Linked DNA regions of Mus musculus: region 1 is linked to region 2. A link is a contact called in public HiChIP or PLAC-seq data. All regions are on one chromosome and are shown on one strand. Each heading gives the region's core, a stretch centred on a gene start, on an enhancer-like site or on the middle of the called end of the contact. The rest is flanking DNA. Distances are from core to core; before and after follow the strand shown. Region 1 holds the start of Cpeb4 (cytoplasmic polyadenylation element binding protein 4). Region 2 has its middle 21 kb from the start of Bod1.

The links. HiChIP or PLAC-seq counts read pairs in DNA pulled down with a chosen protein or histone mark.
Region 1: a contact with region 2 is called in an H3K4me3 HiChIP or PLAC-seq map of forebrain, with 7 times the contacts expected there. The contact joins the promoter of Cpeb4 here to the enhancer-like site in region 2. A contact is called at or near these places in 11 of 39 promoter capture datasets (the 3T3-L1 cell line, 3T3-L1-derived adipocytes, the HPC-7 cell line and 7 more), 26 of 484 Hi-C or Micro-C datasets (the AML12 cell line, the AtT-20 cell line, the BV-2 cell line and 18 more), 17 of 115 datasets of contacts at active chromatin or transcription factors (the 230-238 cell line, PVALB interneurons, VIP interneurons and 12 more) and 3 of 9 other capture datasets (adipose tissue, liver and pancreatic islet).

The regions. Positions count from the first base shown.
Region 1 is chr11:31,866,399-31,873,258 of GRCm38.p6, forward strand. It overlaps Cpeb4 (cytoplasmic polyadenylation element binding protein 4), which reads left to right and starts at 4,542. Exons shown (of 10, transcript NM_026252.4): 1 at 4,542-6,860. The coding sequence starts at 5,890.
Region 2 is chr11:31,689,691-31,696,517 of GRCm38.p6, forward strand. No RefSeq gene overlaps it. Among named protein-coding and RNA genes, the nearest start is that of Bod1, 21 kb to the left of the region's middle. Within about 2 kb of position 5,386, at least 55 of the 459 cell types and tissues checked have an H3K27ac peak or open chromatin away from gene starts, as enhancers often do. A contact at or near this core is called in VIP interneurons, brain, cerebellar granule neurons and 10 more, where this site is marked.

The DNA.
Region 1 (6,860 bases), core at 3,292-5,791, 180 kb after region 2:
CAATTTTCTGTTCTCTGGACCCTATAGTTGGCAGCATGATCAACGGTTTCGACGCAAGACAAAGTGAATCTACTCAAAGCAGCAAGATTTGATAGAGATGAGATAGAGATCAGCATCCTGCCCACATAGGGGGCTAGAGTCCTGAGAGAGACCAAGTTACTCTGTGTGTGATGCCTGGCTGAGTTTGCAAGAGGCAGCCCTGCTCTTGCTAACCTATGTCTGCAGGATGAGGCACTTCATGGGCAGCATGTCTCCATGCTGCGCCTCACCTTTTCAAACCAGTTGTTTGGTAAGGATGCATTAAAGAAGCTGGCTATTCCCACCCAAACAGCTTGTTAATTAGTGCTCTGTGCCAGAACTCTGCGGGAAGGTGGGAGGAAAACTCAGAGGCTTGCACACATTACAGAACATCAAGCAAGAGAAGAAAACAACCTATCATTAGTCATTAAAAATGGTGTGTTCTAAGTAGATATGCACCATTTTCCAGTTCTGGGTCTCAGTGAAGAGCAGAAGTGGAATTTGAGAAAAAATCTGTGCTGGGGGTTGGCTCCACCTCTAGCTCACTTTATGATAGCGAGTTGCAGGCACTCCTAAATGAGATGATTCAAAGTTATCCCATCCTCTCTTTGCCTTCACAGGAGTTGCCTTTAACCCTTGAGATCTTTATATTCATTAAAAAGTGTATCGTGGCATTTTATTAGGAAGCTCATTAATGTTGCTAGTCAAGTAGCTATTGAGTATTCATTTCCTATACAGTCAGCCTTTATACCTGTCTAGACTTACCTTTTTACTAAAACCAATACTAAAGACACTAAGTTCTTCAATTCAGTTAAAAACCTTCTGGGTTGCTGACTCTAAAAAGATAAATTGCTTTAAATATTTCTGCATGCATAGATATGAGCTTATATCATTTATGTTAGTATCTGGTAGCTTCTTCCGTAGGGGTGCCATACTTTTTAATGTGTCCCTATGTTTTATAGAAAGGAAAGGTACCAGGGCCCATGTACTGTATAACTCTTGTGGATCTCATTCATATACTAGTCTATGGTACCTTATGGAACTGCACTGTACACAATATAAACAGCCTTGGGTGGAGGCTATGACTGCTAAAGTCATTAGATAGGCTTCTAGGTAGCTTGGGTGTGGGCTATTTGGAAATGGCTGGCAATGTATGCTTCAAAAGCAGTAGTGAGGACATTAGAGCTCTAGGGGGCCAGAGTTTACCCTGTGTGATTATGGTATGAGAATTATGTCATCTGCCAAGCTTTAGAAGAAAGAGGCTGGTACAGACATTAACATTACTTCCTGGAAGGCTCCAAGTTTGGGGTATGGTTGGCTTCAAGACCTAGAGGGGGCTAGGCAGCAGCTAGCAGGCTATAGGCATTCCCTAGTCTATAGTTTCTTTAAGGGTCTGTATTCTAGACAGGAAGGGAGCTTTCAAAATTTATTTTTGAACCAGGTAGCACCTTAATGGTTGGGCAAAGAATGCTTTCCCTGCAACCTGCCAGCTTCCTGTTGAGCATACTTCATGGATAGGACTCCTACTGCAGGCTGAGTGCTCCATCCAGCTCTTATCTGCAACAATAGATCCCTTTAAAGATCCCAAATAGAGTCGCTGAATTGTTGTCATGGTTACCAGGGGACAGTTGCTGAGGCCACAATGTTTTCAAGAAGGATAGTCTTGGGTTGAATATCCTGAGTTTCTGAGTAGATTGCAGACTTAAAGGAACCGTTTCTCCCTTCCTTCTCTCTTCCTCTCAGTGTCTAACCACCAGCCTGACCCTTGATGACTCAGATGTCCCAGTGATCATCCTAGTCTCAGCCCAGACCAAACCTTAAACAAGTAGAGTGACCTGGTACGGAAGCACTGACTGATCCTGGAATGTCTTCTGCAAACCAAGAGAGGTTCCTGAACACTGGTCCATGCAACTTCTTCTAGGTAGAAGATGCCGCTGAAGCAACTCTCTGGACTCAATGTCTTAATAAGGAACACGTATCTTGATCCCTGCATGTGGGCACTGCGCTTACACAGACCTCATGTAACTCACTATCCTAGGAAGGTCTGGGGATACTGTCCACATGGCTCTATGGGGAAGAAAGGACTTGGAGTGGTGATGCTGAAGGCTACATAAGGAGGAAGCAGCAGATCTGAGTTCAAATTGAGGGCTGTTTGGTTTTCAGGTCAGTTTCCTCTAAGACACAGTTGCCATTTTAAGATACTGAGAAGAACTGATAGCTCCAAGTGACCCACAACCATCTACTGGACACAGAACATCCAGCTAGTCATTAAGTAAACATGTACTAAGTCTGTTCTGAGCCAGATCCTCTATTGGTCACTGGTGACATAAAGACAAATCACACACACACACACACACACACACACACACACACACACACACACACACACACAAATCACCCTTAAGAAACTAACTTACTGACACCCAGTAGTAATTTAAAAAGAGGAATCTTACAAGACTCTCTAGTAAGGGGAAGTTAGGGAAATCATTCTGAAAGAAATAGTACCTGGCTGAGCCAGCTCAGTCTCAAGGTATGTGTGTGTGTGTCAAGGGGAGCGGCAGAAAAGGAAAACAACAGAGTAAGATCCAACCTTACCTATGCTCAAAGAACTCACAGAACTGCAGAGGTCAGTATGATACATATACACGAAGGAGAATAACATCCCCGAATAAGATCCACATAGGCAAGCCATACAGGAAGTGTTGGAGAATTGAGACACTTGATATAGAAGGAAGGGTTAGATGACGGTGATGATGAGTCTTTGAGACAAGATGATAGCCCTGGCTAGCCTGGAACTTGCTTGATGTGTAGACCTGATGGCTTAGAACTCAGGGATTAAAGGTGTGTGTCACCATACTGGGTAGATAGATATAGATATAGATATATGATTTTGTTGGAATTACTTTGGGCTCTATCTTAGTTTTTTCTTCAGTTTCCATTTCCCAAAGGAAACATTTATTCAACACATATCTAAAACTTATGCTGAGGACAATATATTACTTCAGGCCCCAGCAGAGTAAACGATAGTAGGCCTATACAAAGGCAAAGACAGGGAGGCCTTGAGTAGACAGCAAATAACCAACATGTGAGCTCCAAACCAAATGGCATAAGAAACTAAATGATGAATTCAGATTTGAATATCAGACCTTTCAGAAAAGATTTCATTCTTGCTGCTTTTCTCTATGTATGTCTCCATTCAAGATTCCTCTCTGGTGCTTCCAATCTTCAATGTCAAATCTTTCGAGCAGTGGCTCTCAACCTTCCTAATGCTGCGACCCTTTCATACAGTTACTCGTGCTGTGGTGACCCCTCCCCACCATAAAATTACTTTTGTTGCTACTTCATAACTGTAATTTTGCTACTGTTATGAATTGTAATGTGAACATCTGTGTTTTCTGAGGGTCTTAGGCAATCCCTGTGAAAGGGTCATTGGACACCTCCCTGAAGGCATCACAACCCAGTTGTTGAGAACTACTGTTTTAAGCACTGATTTAGAGACATAAGCCACCAATGTAATATAATGCCATATAAAAGCATGAGCGGTATCGAGGGTCATGTATGCCTGTAAAAAGAGATTCCGAAGGCAGAGTAGGTAGGTTGGAGACTTACTCCTAAAACGAAATGAGAGTTTGCCAAGAGGAGACGACAAAGGCGTGGAAAAAGGCACAGAGAATACTGCCCACAGGACAATACGGAGTTTGGTCTTTATTCTCCAGGTAACGGACTGCCATTTTTAAAAAGGTATGAGCACAACAGGACCGTGACTGGAATTTCGTTTTTAGAAAAATCCCTCCGTTCTGCTTGGAAGGTGGAGTAGAAAGCTAATAGTTGGTGGCTCAGCCATGGACGCCTACAGCATCTGCATCTCAAAGGGAGGATGGGAGAGTAGGTGGTTCGGGTGGAGGAATGGAGACTGAAGGGAATCCCTCCGGAGACGTGCGTTCAGGATAAGGACTATGCAGTTCTAGGCACAGCACAGATGCCGGGAAAACCCGCCTCTCCTTCCATCCCTCGGGGGCGGAGCTCGGGCCAGAGCACGTGATGCCCGGGGCACCCACCTTTACTCAGGGCAGGCCTCTCGTTTATTCTAGGTTTCATGGGTTGCCACTTCGACCCCCAACACTTTAGCTCAGTGTTTCAGTGTGCAAGATGTCCATTCTCTTCCGAGCGTCTCTCTACGGACTTCCTAAGAAGCCTGCTTTGGGAACATAAATCGCAAAGGAATCTTTGCCCATAAAAAAGATGGCGGTGCACCGCTTGCACTGGGTGCGCAGACCCGAGGCCGACGCCGGCCCCGCTGGGCGAGGCGCAGGCGGAAGAGGCGGCTCTGAGATGACCAGAGACCTTCCTGGGTGGAGCTCTGAGGCTGGGAGGCGTGGCCTAGTCGGGATTGTGGTGTCGGATTGGTCTTCCGGCTGCTAGGCGTGGCCTCCGCAGCACCCCGCCCCTCCCTCATCGAACCGGAAGTGTCTCTCGGTCTTTCCAGCTGGTTGTCATTTCACTCGGCTCGGTCCTGAGGAGAAGGACTCAGCCGCGGCTGCGGGACCTGGGCACCGGAGGCAGTGGCGGCGGCGGCGGCGGCGGCAGCGGCGACAGCAGAGGAAGACGAGGAGGAAGAAGGAAGAAAAAGAAGAGCCAGACGGAGTCCGCAACGACGACAGCTGGGACTGCGGGACCGGGGAAAAGCGGCGGCGGCGGCGGCCCAGCAACCGTGAGGAGAAACAAAAGCCTTCTAAATTATAGTTTCCAATCAGTCTAGGGGAAAAGAGAGCGCGAGCCGAGGGGGGAGGCTTTTCTCCTGTAGAGTAACTACGGTAGCGGGGTTTTCCTTTTTGTCCATCCCCCTTCCCCCTCCCCCCGGCGGAGAATCGAACTGAGAGAACTGAACAAACCGCCCCTGGGTCCCATGAGGGAAAAAAATCCCGGAGCCGCAGAGAGGGGAAGAGGCAGAAACCGCAGGACCTTCCAGGTCGCCCCCTTGCTCCCCGCACCCCCGGGCCGCCAGCTTGCCCTTGTCCAGTCTCGCTAATCCCTCCTGATCGCGACACCCCCCAGAGGGAGAAACGGGTGTTTCCAACCCCTTTCATGGGGGAAAGGAGGCCGAGGGGAGCCCAAGAACAGCAAACGCAGCAAGATCTGCACCCGGAGCCCAAGGAACAGCCCCAGAGGCCCACACTGCACCCTACAAAAGAACAGAAACAGGACCAGGAACAGCAGAAATCTCCCTGCAATCATCTTTCCTTTAGTCAAGGCTGATTTCCTCTTTGGCAACCAGAAATTCACCTCCCGCCCCAGATAACCTAATATAATCTATCTATATATAAATATATAATATATAATGTTCTTAAATTATTCCTGATTTTTTTAACCAAGCTGCCAAGAAAAGAACGTATTCACCCCTTAATCCTATTCTAATTTTTATGTGAATCTAAACTGCTGAGGAAGACCATATGTGATTGTTAAATTTTATATATATATATTTTTACTCCGCACAATGCTTATTCTTCTATATCCATAGATGCTTGAGAAGCTGTGTTTTTGTCATTCATGAACATTTTCCTTTGGAAAAAGAAAGCGCCTATTTTACTAACCAAAGACTTGATTTTTACCTTTTTCCTTTTTTATTCCTTCCTTGAAATAAGCCCAATTGGATTCATATCAATATTTTAAGAGGTTTTTTTTTTTAGGTTCTTTTCCATTCAGAGAGACCAGAATTCCAAATCAGAGATACGTAGGGTGATAAGCTGTGATCTTTGAGTTAGCTATAAATAAGATACTTCAAGCAAACATATTTGAGATACAGGGGAGGAAAGACGTGAGACATTAGGTTGTCTTTTTTTTATTGTGAGATTCTGATCCTAAAAATAATAAATGGGGGATTACGGGTTTGGAGTGCTAGTGCAAAGCAATACTGGGAATAAATCTGCTTTTCCAGTCCGATTCCATCCACATCTGCAGCCTCCACACCATCACCAAAATGCCACCCCCAACCCTGCTGCTTTTATAAATAATAACACAGCTGCCAATGGCAGCAGTGCTGGGTCAGCCTGGCTCTTTCCTGCCCCGGCTACTCATAACATTCAGGATGAGATCTTGGGGTCAGAAAAAGCAAAAAGTCAACAGCAAGAACAACAAGACCCTTTAGAAAAGCAACAGCTCTCCCCGAGTCCAGGTCAGGAAGCTGGAATACTGCCTGAAACTGAAAAGGCAAAAGCTGAAGAAAATCCAGGGGACAGTTCTTCAGAAAACAGCAACGGAAAAGAAAAACTACGCATTGAATCACCAGTGTTGACAGGGTTTGATTACCAAGAAGCCACCGGTCTCGGGACTTCCACCCAACCCTTGACATCCAGTGCATCGTCCCTTACTGGTTTCAGTAACTGGTCAGCAGCGATAGCACCTTCTTCCTCCACTATAATCAATGAAGATGCAAGTTTCTTTCACCAGGGAGGGGTCCCTGGCGCTTCAGCTAATAATGGTGCTCTCTTGTTTCAAAATTTTCCCCATCATGTCAGCCCTGGCTTTGGTGGTAGCTTCTCCCCTCAGATCGGGCCTCTCTCCCAGCACCATCCTCATCACCCCCATTTCCAGCACCATCACAGCCAGCATCAGCAGCAGAGGAGGTCTCCTGCCAGTCCCCACCCCCCACCTTTCACACATAGAAGTGCTGCTTTTAACCAGCTGCCTCATTTGGCGAATAATCTTAACAAACCTCCTTCTCCATGGAGCAGCTACCAGAGTCCTTCTCCAACCCCCTCTTCTTCCTGGAGCCCAGGAGGTGGCGGCTACGGTGGCTGGGGAGCATCTCAAGGCCGGGATCACCGCAGAGGGCTGAACGGTGG
Region 2 (6,827 bases), core at 4,136-6,635:
CCTGCAAGCCAGAGTAATGGGTGCCTGGATCCACAAAGAAGTCTAGATTATGTGCCACTCCCAGACCAGAGAGTAACAGGAAACCATCTAGGGATCTAGGGAGCAGAATAATCTAGTCAAAGCATACAGGAAGTTGGAACATTTCATTCTATAAAGAAGTTGTGTTCAAAATGGGGGAGGGGGAGAAGCCCACAGGAAGTACTAAATGCCTATATGCTGAACAAGTGTTTTGGTGGGTGAATGAATAAGTGAATTTATATATGGAAATCCAGGGTATAACTTGCTTAGGTAGACATTTAACCATTCTGGGACTCAGTATTCTCTCGTGTGTGAAGTGGGAATGCGAAGAAAGCCATTTCCATAGGTCCCTCTCTAAGGTTTGCATGGTTGCAAGCCTGTAACTGTCGTCTGTAAGTGTGAGCAAGTTTCCACGTGTTTGTATACTCTACTGTGAAAGTGCACCCTCCCCCACCCCCCAACCCCATCCCCACCCCCACCTGCAGATAGAGCCTCAGAATAGAAGCTTTCAAATAGAGCAGATGTGAAGCAACAGAGGAACCATATAGGCACAGAAGCCACTGGACTTTGGCCTTAGGTTTTAGCTGGGACTCAGTTTCCCCAAGTACTATTATTTAAATGTTTCTTTGGGAGGGGCACAAATAAAGGAATATAGGGATTATTTCTGATAGTCACCGCTCAGCCTTTCTAATTGCATAGGTGAGCTTAGGATGGTGTCCTCATGCCCTGTCCTTGCCCTTCCCGTTCATGAGGAGAGCAGGTCTCCCCATACCTCCAGGGCCAAGCCAGGCTGGCCCTCACTACCATAATTTCACTCTCTTTGTTATGGCCATTTTTTTTAAATTGCAAGTGTAGTCTCTTATCCCATATAAGTGACAGGATAAACATTCTCCTTCATACCATAGCTTCAAAATAAAATGAGTGTGAATGACTGAAAGAATATCAAATAGTGGATAGCATGAGGGTGGGTTTGAACATGGCAAATGCTAGAAGTTTAGTCAATGAAGCTCTGGGCTGGGAGTCGTCTGGAGAAGTGTCTGGAAGTTAAGAGGACTGGAGTCTGAGGTTCTTTGTCGTCCAGTTGAGGTCACTGAACACCCCTCCTTGCTCCTGCCCTCCTTGTTTGCATGTGGCTCCGCCCAGCTCGGCTCAAGGGTATGGGCTCAAGGAATTTCCCCACAGTTCTCCCTGAGGGAAAGTCACCTCCTGTTTGTGTAGGAGTCTGCTTTCTGTTTCTGTGAATATACACTCGGAGACAGTGGAGTTACAAAGAGGAAAGGTTTCCTTTGGCTTAGGACCGTGAAGATTTTAGCCTACGGTCATCCATCATGCTTGTGAAAGATGTCAGCTTTACTAGCAGCGGGGTGCAAAGAGAGCAAGTAGAAGGAGCTGAGGTCCCACTGTCCTCTAAAAGGACACACTCCGCACATCCCCTTTCCCCTCACCCTGGGATCTGAGGACCCCCAACTCTGAACACTTCCACCACCTCTGAGTACTACTACAGGTGAGAACAAAGCCTTTGGAGGACAGTCAGGATTTGAAGGACAACACAGCTCTGTTCCCAGACGTTTGGGGAGATGACAGACTATTGTCTACTAGAGCCAGCCATACCACAATACAATCGCTAGCATCGGGGAGTACACAACAGGCAGTTTACTCTGAATCTGCAGCTCGCTTAGTCATGACTAGATAATAGATATGCACGGATGGAGGTAAGTATAGCCAGAGACAGACAGAGATAGAGACAGAGAGACCCTGGCCGTTGATGTAGATTTCCTGTGATTTAAGACTATAATCATAATAACTCAAGTTAACTTTGGGAACAGCTGGACGTGGGACCTGGAGGCTACACAAACACTATTGGTGTTTCTTTGAGGAGCACGGGCTCCTATGGAATGGCGGTGACTCCATTGGGCAGTCCTGTTCTGTTCCAGCACACAGCCACTGTCACTCAAGCCACCATTGGCGTCTCAGAAGCAGCTGCGTGTCCCTCCCCACACTCCGAGAAAAGAAGAACCCTGACCAACACTTCTCCCCACCACGATTGTCGATTGTCGTTCTGCCCAGTGCATTTGGGGGTGAGCTTGGCTCAGAGCAGGAGGCTCCCTGGAACCTCTGGTGGCACAAGAGGTGGCACCTGTTCTCTTAGAGCCCAGGGATTTCATACCTGTGAAAGAGGGCTGCAGTTCCTTCTCTCAAGTTTGCTAGTTACAACTGTCACAGTGATGGGCAGGTGCCAGGGACCTCTGCCACATAAGTTATGTTCCTGCTATGCTCCGAGGTGCACCCCACTTCTGATGTAGGCTGGAGGATAGCACCATGGGAATAAAAAGAGAGGGTGTTCCAGCCCCATTGTAACAGGTGTAGGTGAAGGTGTGACCTAAGATGATGGAGAATCTGGAAAGCCATTCTCAAGTTATGGAGGTCATAAGCACTCTTCGAGGCTGGCTGTTAAAATGAAAATGATTCCCAACGTTCTGCAAGCCAGAGAGTCTGCATTTAAATCCCCACACGGAGGACACATTCCACTGCAGGTCTTTGCAGCCACCTCCACAGGACCCCCCATAGAACTGCAGGACAAGCTGTCTTACTGTGGAGATCACAGATAGGAGACCACCACCCCAGATCAAAAGGCTTCCTTCCCCTGCATCTCCAGGTTTCCATTTTTTGAAAGCATCCAAGCACAGGCAATACTGAGCCCACTTTTCTGCTTGACAGCAGACGACAGGAGCGCATCCGGATACCCGCTATCTTCAGCAGCAGCAGTGGCTGCTGCCTCTGCAGTCCTGGTGCCGATTTTGACATCACTTAATGTGTAATTTCCTTCATCCCACACATCAGAAACTGAAGGCCAGAGGCACAGGGTCACAGGCTTGCAGAGCCAGGTATGTGTTAAGTTTGAAACCCAGCACAGGTGGCTGAGATGCCTATTTAAAATCAGAGTGAACCTGGCCGCCAGGTTCTTCCAGCATCCCTCAGTCCCTATCTGTTACAGGATATGCTGGCATACCCATCCTCTACCCTGAACTCCTCAGCCCAAGGCTTGGTCTGCCCTTCACTCAGAGGCTTCTCCCTATGTAGTCCAGACATTTTGGTTGCCACTCTTCTTTTGTTCTTTCTTTTATACCTTTGGCCTCCTGGCTGCTGTACTCAGTTCCCCCCTCTCCCTTCCTCTCCCCCTCTCCCCATATGGTTCAAGGTCATGACTACTCTGGATTCTTCTGCCTCTGGCTATGTCTCCCTTATATCTATGTATCTATGATAAACTTTCTTCTCCACCATACCTAGGACTGGACATGTTCTATTTCTTTCTTTCTTTCCTTTTTGTTTTCTTTCTCTCTTTCTCTTTTCTCTTTCTCTCTTTCTTTTCTCTTTCTTTCCTTTTTGTTTTTTTCTTTCTCTCTTTCTCTTTTCTCTCTCGTTCTTTCTTTTTCTCTTTCTCTCTTTCTTTCCTTTTTGTTTTTTCTTTCTCTCTCTTTTCTCTCTCTCTCATTCTTTCTTTTCTCTCTTTCCTTTTCCTTTTCTTTCTCTCTTTCTCTTTTCTCTCTCGTTCTTTCTCTTATCTTTCTTTCCTTTCTTTCTCTCTTTCTTTCTTTCTCTCTTTCTTGCTTGCTTGCTTGCTTGCTTGCTTGCTTGCTTGCTTTTTTCATTCAGTATGAACAGCTGCCATGCATGTGCTGAGACCAGAGTCCAGGGACTGAGAATCACAGTAGGACAGCCTGCAGGGCCCTGATGTGACCAACTTCCAGGAGAGGCTGCAGAACAAGCAGCCCATTGCAGGCTGGTAGGCAAGGTCCTTGAGGGGGGGCCCATCAACATGATATGAGCTGGGGTGTGGGGAGAGCAGCTGCAAGCTATTTTTGCCTCTGATGGCTACAGAAAGCAAATTGCAGAGGGGCGGTGGGTGCTCACGATGCTACCTAGCAGGGAGATCTGGCTTGGTTTTTAGTATCTGCCCACCTAAGGCTGCCAGAGAAAATGGAAGTTATCCTGTTAAATCTGGACTTCTGACAACCATTATTGCTGTTGTTGTTATTATTATTATTATTAAAGTATGCATATATAATAATAGGGGCATACCTAGAATAATAATTTCTAAAAAGCCTTAATTTGAAGTTCAAATTTCCTTGACATCTTATATTTTTATTTGCTAAATCTGGCACTTTTTGCCACACCATCACTAGGATTACTGGGGTCATGTCACCCCAGCCTGGTGGTGTTTAAGTCTTGTAACCAAGGGAATCACTAAAGACTTGTGATTAGGTAACTGGGGAATCAGAGAGAACTCATCAGGCCCAGGGTTAGAAAGCCAGCAAATCACAGCAGTTGGAGAGAAAGTCAAGTTCATGATTCAGGAAGCCATGTTCTGTCTCCTAGGCTCCCAGAAATGCTAGACCAGGATAGGAGGGGAACAGCAAGTGGAAGACAGATGGGATCAGGGCATACAGCTGAGGTCACAGAGGCAACATCATCTGGAGGCTGAAAGGTAGCTCATGGTTAAGAGCATTGGTTGCTCTTGCAGAGGACTTGGCTTTGGTTCCCAGCTCCCTGGTGGTAGTTCAGTTCAATGTGTAACTCAGGTTCCAGGGGATCTGATGCCCTCTTCTGGCTTCTATGGGTACTGCGTGTATGGAAGGAAGGGAGTAAATGACAGCAACTTGGTCCATACATGTACTCAGGCACACACACAGACACTTAAAGCATTACCTATTAACACATTATCTAAGTTTAATGTTTTCAGTGCTGGTGACTTGTGCATGCCTGGCATCTCTCTACTACCAAGAACCAAGCACCCACTAATACAAGGCACAGGACTTATTTGGCAACAGAAGTAGATAGTAGTAACATTATGCACTCTTCCCATTTTACAGAATGAGAAAGTGAGGCCCAGAGAGGCCACAGATTTGGGAGTCACAGGACCTCAGTACACACACACACACACACACACACACACACACACACACACACAAACACCCCGTTTTGTTTATTTATTTATTTATTTTAGGGTTTTTTTTTCTCTTTCTGCCAGGCCCCACGGCAGCCTTTCTGCCCCACATTTGCTGCATATTCAGATCTGATGCTCCTCCCCGTCTGAGCAAAACAACACAAATTGAGATCCTCAGAAGCGGTCAGCTTTGGGCAATTCTGTTGTTGCAGATGCCATGCTTAACACTGCCCCCTTGAGCCACGCATCCCTGTGCCAACCCTCTTGGCAGGCCCTAGCCATACCCCTGTGTGTAGATCCCCAGCCTGGGTCTTCTTTCTATCTTGTGGAATGGAGGATGCTAGGAATGGAGCAGCTGACAGCAGCTCAGGGTCTCAGCAGAGCTGGAATTTGGAGCCAGGCCTCTGGTGCTATGGTGACAGTTACTATAGAAACTCGCAAGCTGCACTCAGCCAACCTACAGGGAATTATGAGGTTTGTCATAAGCGAGAGCCAACAAAGAAGGAGGAACCCTGGAGTTAGAGTTTGAAGCAAGGGCCAAGTCTCATTTTGGAGCTACGTTCACGTGTTACTTCATCTTCCTTGCCTACCACTTCTTCACCCCACCCTCCTTTTAAGTACCACACAGTCCCGAGTGTCAAGTAGCTAGCTGGATGCCCTGGTGCCTTCTTTACTCAACTGCTGCTACTTTCTGGATTTACCTTTTTATCCCAACATATCTTTCTTTCAAGTACTGGACACTTGTCACCAGGAACAGGGACAACCCAGGGTGCATAGACCTCTCAGCTAGGCTGAAAGGACACCAGTGTCACAGAGGTGCTCGAGTAGATGCATGAGAACATCTCCAGCCAAGGAAAGACAGAAGAGGCTACAGAGCAGGCATAGCCATGGGCTTTGGGCACTGCATGGTCAGGAGAGCTGTGTCCAAAGAGTGGTGCCTATGCCTATTTCTCTGTGTCCACTGCCCTGAGGAAGGCATGTATTTGCGTGCTTCGTCCCCAGCTGATATACTGTTTGGAGTGGTTAGGCGGTGTGTCCCTGTTGGAATAGAGTGTGGCCTTAATGGAAGACATTTGTCACTGGGGTTGGCTGTGAGGTTTCAAAAACTCTCACTTTTCCACTGGGAGCTCTCTCTCCTCTCTTCTCTCTCTCTCTCTCTCTCTCTCTCTCTCTCTCTCTCTCTCTCTCTCTCGCTCTCTCTCTCTCTCTCTCTCTCTCTCTCTCTCTCTCTCTCTCTCTTTCTCTGCTGCTTACAGAGCAAGACGTAAAGCTCTCAGCTCCTTCTCCAGCACCATGTCTGCCTGCACACTGTTATGCTCCCAGTCATCATAATAATGGGCTTACCTCTGAAACTGGAACCCAGCCCCAATGAAACGCTTTCCTTTATAAGAATTGCCTTGGTCTTGGTGTCTCTTCATAGCATTAGAACATGACTAAGGCAAGTAGTATAATGTTAGAGACTATCACTTACCCCAATTTGCTTTCTCCACACAGACAGGAATGAAGTTTGATGCATTGCTGCATCCCAGGTGTCTAGGGGCCACAGGGACTTCATGCAGCACATGCATGCATGCGTGTAGCACATGAACTTTGTAATTGTATCTCACAGGCCAGTAACCTCCACACGTCTGTTCTCACTTTCCCTGCACATGGGTTCCATGATGTGACCATCATCTGATCACACTGAGGAGCTGAGGCTCAACCCGGGTTCTTCCAAGTTCCACATTTGGCTCATGGAAGGCTCAAATTCAAAGTCCAATTCCAACGTTTGGGGTACTTTGCAGATGACAGGGTCACAGCTTGACTGAAATATCATTCATGTACCACCCAGTCCCCTTTAAATGTGTTCCTGCAAATAGCTTCG